Regions from separate parts of the Gossypium hirsutum genome. Here region 1 is linked to region 2. A link is a contact called in public Hi-C data. All regions are on one chromosome and are shown on one strand. Each heading gives the region's core, a stretch centred on a gene start, on an enhancer-like site or on the middle of the called end of the contact. The rest is flanking DNA. Distances are from core to core; before and after follow the strand shown. Region 1 holds the start of LOC107955640 (probable WRKY transcription factor 31). Region 2 has its middle 8.2 kb from the start of LOC107955684.

The links. A called contact is a pair of places that touch in the nucleus more often than the background predicts.
Region 1: a Hi-C map of leaf shows a contact between it and region 2, with 2.0 times the contacts expected there. The contact joins the promoter of LOC107955640 here to the enhancer-like site in region 2. A contact is called at or near these places in 2 of 34 Hi-C or Micro-C datasets (both in leaf).

The regions. Positions count from the first base shown.
Region 1 is chrA07:86,690,366-86,693,065 of Gossypium_hirsutum_v2.1, forward strand. LOC107955640 (probable WRKY transcription factor 31) reads right to left here and starts at 1,371. Exons shown (of 5, transcript NM_001327643.1): 1 at 1,141-1,371; 2 at 961-1,059; 3 at 365-862; 4 at 162-275. The coding sequence starts at 1,371.
Region 2 is chrA07:85,902,060-85,904,759 of Gossypium_hirsutum_v2.1, forward strand. No RefSeq gene overlaps it. Among protein-coding and RNA genes, the nearest start is that of LOC107955684, 8.2 kb to the left of the region's middle. Within about 2 kb of position 1,287, at least 7 of the 9 cell types and tissues checked have an H3K27ac peak or open chromatin away from gene starts, as enhancers often do. A contact at or near this core is called in leaf, where this site is marked.

The DNA.
Region 1 (2,700 bases), core at 121-2,620, 790 kb after region 2:
TCTCCAATAATGTGAAGCAACTCCTCATGACTAGTCTCTATTATGTTAGTGTTAATTAAATTTTAAGTGCAACGAACTTTTGACGTTTGATAGTTAATGCAGATCCTTCACCAATCCCTAATTAAAATGAATATAAAGTTTCCAAAGGAATGAAAAAAAACCTGTTTTCTAACAGGGCAACCAGCGGCCATGGTACATCGATAATATGCTCTGGGACATGGATTTCCTTTGGCCATTTTCTGCCCATACTTTCTCCATTGGCATCCATCGGTAATCTTTGAGAAAAAGAGATTCCAAATCAATTTAACTTATAAAATAAATCATATAATTCGATACAATTCAATTCGATAGAATTAGAAAATACCATGGGAGTCTCTGATCTAGCTCGAACAGAAACCCGTGCCTTCCTCATGGTAGCCTCAGTTTGATCAACAGTTTTCGAAGAATTAAACCTTGGAACCTTATTACCATCGGGGCTATCTTCTCTTCCGATTCCCCGGCCTTCTTCGCTACTCCCACGCTTCCTCGATCTGAATTCCTTGGATGCTACCTCCACGTTAGGCGATCCGGACAGATCGTGACTCCTCCCTTCCGTCGAAGACAGCGATGGTTCATCCGTATCGACTTCCGCAGCAGCAGCAGCAGCTATACCGAGATCCATAAATTGTCTCGGCACAATTAGTCCTCCATTAGATTTCTTTTGTTCATCGTTTTTTTCAGGTTTTCCATCTTGTTGTTGTTGCATAAGGGTGACCAGATGTTTTTGCACGGTGTTGTAGTTGCTTGTAACTTGGCTCAACATCTCCCTTAGCTGTTGATTCTCGGTGTTCATCCGTTCAAGCTCAACTTGTAAAACCGCTAGCTAAAAAAAACAAATCAATGGCACGTAAAAAAAAATTATAACATGATCTTAAATCGATCGAAATTTCCAATTCTTCGGTTTTTAATCAAAAGGGTCACCTCATTTTTAGCTCTTTTATCTTCCATGTTTGAAGAGATACCATCATCCACTGAGGATTGATCGCTACTGGTATTCGTCGTTAACAAATTCAAACCAGTCTGAAATTCAACAATAAAATATACATTTATATATGAATTCTAATTCAAAGATTCAAAACTGAAAGTGGGTTCGCGACTTACGTTAACGTTAAGCTCGAGTGCAGTTCGATCGATGGAGTCATTGATGTCGGTGGCATTGGCATGATCGGAATCATCAACGTGATCATCGACGAGTTTATGATTCTTTTCGGAGAAAAAATCCATTTCGCCGATGACCCTCCGGGGGATTTCATCGTTGGTACAGTTGGGATTAACAGGGAACTGAATGGTGGGTGGTGGAGGAGACCTGCTTGGTGTGGAAGCATCATCCATGGCGGGCAGAGACACAGTCGTGGGAATCGAAGCTCTGGTGGTGCAGTACTTGGGATTGTCGTTGTTGTTGTTGAAGAGGAAGTGTGTAGGGGGGAAGGAATTAAGAACAGTTAAATATTGGGATCTGAATCAATGGAGAGTCCACTGGGTTTGGCCATAAATCAAGAGAGAAAGAGAAAAGTCTTTGAAAGGGGCAACGGACCAGGCAATAAAATGGGAGTTGAAACTTTAGAAGAAGACCAAACTGTAGTAAATATAGTTAGCTACCAATTTTCATTTAAGTGTGTTTCTTTTTTCTTTTCAATATTTCTTCTTTCTTTTTTCTTTTATTAGATTTATTGTCAAAATAAATATATATATATATTACATTATATAAAGAGTCAAACATAATATATATTCAACAAATATGAAAATCAACTTTAAAATTTTATTTTAAAAAAATAATTACATAAAACAATAAGAGGCAAGATGGAGATAAAAAAATAGAAATTGTTGGGATTAAGACTAAAATTAAATTATTGAATGCTTAAAATAGTTAAAAATAAATTACATCATTTTATCTATAATTAATATTATTATAAGGTGATATACTATTGAAAAGAATGATATGAAATAGTGGCGTTATATTATCTGTATCTCTTTTTTTAATAATTTAATGCTATATTGGGATTTTCATCTTAAAAAAGTTAAATTTAAATAAAAATTTTGAAATTATGATGAAATTACTAACGTGATATTAAACTATTAAAAAGAAATAATATTATTGTTATATATCTATATTCATAAACTTAATAATTTAAATAATTTTTTTATAATTAAAGTTGAAGAATAAAATTACTTGAAATCTAATTGAAATTACTATGTTTATGGATTTACTACTAAAGCATTGTTCCTATAACCAAAGCTAACGCTTTTTTCCTTCAGGCTTTGGCTTTTCTAGTATGAAATGTCCCTTACATAATTACCACTATTTCGTTTTCAAAGATTTTAAAACAGTTTGAAATTTTTAAAAGAAAATTAATATAAATAAATAAAATATTACTCAAAACTAGCATCTTCTTTGAAAAAATTTCCAACCCCAATAATATAGCATTAAATTTGGAATAGAATTCTTTCAAGTTCATAAGTTCATGTCTGGAGTCTGAAATTATTATGATAATAGTTATAATTTTTTTTATTAAATTTGGAATATTCTTAAATGCTAAATATTAATATAATAATATTTTTAGTATTTTTAACATTTCCTTTAAATGAAAAGGACATAAATAAAATTTAATTGACCAAGTTTTTCGTTTTCCATTCAAAGCTTTTGGCTTTTCTTTTTACCTA
Region 2 (2,700 bases), core at 37-2,536:
TCATAATTCCCATTTTGTTATATAATTGATATCTTTTCTTATGTTTGTTTTGGCTTGATGATCGCTCCTCGTCTTGAGTTGGTTGTTACCCTTTCATCTTTGTAATAGTTAAGTTTTATTTATATTACTATTTGACAGGAGTAGTTCCAAATGGCGTTATTCAAAACAATCAAAAAAGGAGAATTTATTTGCTGATTGGGTATTTTTATCTAATGTTAATTAATAATGTCTCCATCCTTGAAAGAATAATTCTTGTTAGCATAGTATTGCTTGAGTTGCTGTCAATATATTTCTAATTTCACTGCAGATATTTGACTTGTTTGATACAAAGGCATAATGGAGTTATAGGTTTCGAAGAGTTTGCTCGTGCTCTCTCTGCCTTCCATCCAAATGCGCCCATTGACGATAAGAATGATTATATGTGTTAAATATTTTAGTTATATGTATACTTCGTCTCTCTATTTACCTCTCTTGTTGTAAGTCATAATCATGTTAACATAGTAGTAGGATGTAAATGACTGGTATGGAAATGGAATTTTGTACTTTTGTGCATAGACGATGTGTCTAAACTATGTATTCTTGTGTATACATGTTCTTGTGTAATCTATTTTCTTAGACAAGGGAATTTCTTTTTGTAATAGATTTTTTTCTCTTTGAATCCTTTTCTTTGGCACTGGTTCTTAATGTTTAATTTGATGTATTTATTTATAAATAAATCATTGTGTAAAATATAAATTTAATAGATATAAAATAAACTCAATTAAACGGTGAGAAGACAATAAATTCTAATGTATGTTTGTTTCATTTAAAACAGTTTTTATAAAATATTTTCAAAAACTTTGCCAAACAATAGAAAATATTTTACATAGATTCATCTAAACACCAGAAAATATTAGCTTTTCCAGAAAAGTAAGTTATTTTCCAGAAATTATTTTCCGGAAACAATTTTCAGTCAAACAAACGGACCCGTAATTTAATTTTAATAAAAAAATATTTTTATAATTTTCATTTATAATTTAGCATAAATGTAATTTATATTTATATTCTATTATTTGATTTAAATATAAAGGTAAAGTATACCGGTAATCACTCAACTTTGATTAAAATAACAAAACAGTCACTAACCTTTGAAAAATTACAACTCAGCCATTAAACTTTAGAAAAATAACCAACCAGTCACTAACATTATCAAAAAGTGACAAATCAATCCCCCACTAACATTTTCGGTTACAGGCCTAACAGAATAGTTGACATGGCCAATTACCAAGCCACGTTGGACATGTTCATATCGACTGGCCTTAACCAAAAAAAGAAGAACAGCTTGCACTCCAGTTCCTTGAAGAACAGCGCACCCTGTAGAAGCACCGCCTCAAAGACCTCCGCCGTTCTAACACCACCCCCAACAATACCTCTAATTACTATTCTGCTTATAAGCCCTCCTCCAACTCCTACGATAGTTGCAACCGTGAACGATAGTTGGAGAGGGATCGCGAATCCGATTGAAGGAAGCGTGAACATGAGAGGGAGGAGGAAGCCAAAGCTCGAGAGTGGGCACAGTTGGATAAGCTAGCTGAGAGGGAAAGGGAAAAAGAATTGGATAAGCTAGCTGCAATTAAAGAGCAGTACCTCAGATCCAAAAAGCCTAAAATGAGGGTTATTAAACCTAGCGAGAAATTTAGGTTTTCTTTCGATTGGGAGAGCACCTAAGATACTTCTAGAGACATGAATTCTTTGTACCAAAACCCTCACGAGGCACAACTTTTGTTTGGTCAATGATTTAGGGTTGGAATAGATCGTAGGGACAAGAAAAAGCTGGCTACCAAAAATGAAAAGGAGATGAGAGAAGAGGATAGGAAAAAAGAAGGGGGTTGAAGCTGGAAGAAGCAGCAGCGGCGCAGAGAGCTAAACTCTCCATTATTTGGATGTCGAGAAAATCAATAGAGAAAATGAAAGAGAAAACTCAAATCAATAGTGGGTATCACCATTTATTCTTTTTTGCTTCTTCTTCCAGCAGCTAAGGTTCTTAAATTGGGTTCCACCATTGCTAGTTAACGTCCAATATGGCTAGTTAACAGGTCACCTCAGCTTTTCATTACGTCTGTAATGTAAAATGTCTGTTAGTGACCGATTTGTCATCTTCGTAAAGTTTAGTGACTGAGTTGTAACATTTCAAAGTTTAGTGTCTGTTTTGTTATTTTAATCAAAATTAAGTAATTGTCGGCGTACTTTACCCTAAATATAATTTGTAAAATATTTTGATATTAAATCATACACATTTTAATTTAATGTCCTTAATTGTAATTTTTTTTTCCTATCTCGCCGCATACGATGTATTTGAATCCAAACACATTTCTCATCGATAGTTTTAATCTCACCACCACCATTATTTTTAATTTCATCGGAGCTAATAGGATCCATTTAATCTCAATTCTGTGCGTTTGGAATACTTTTTGGCCGAATTGCCCCATACCAATCTATCTGGATTGTAAAGATTAGCACGATTGGAGCATCACTCAACGCACTGGACTCGAGTTTCTCCATCGGAGCTTTATGCCCCGGTCAAATGTTTCAACATCCATTGATGGTCATTTTTCTTTTTACACCTTTACTTTTATCTTTGTGTTCTTTTTACTTTTTTTTGTCTTTTTCTTTCATTTTACCTTCTGCTTCAATAACTTTGTATTTTCAATTGTAAGATGC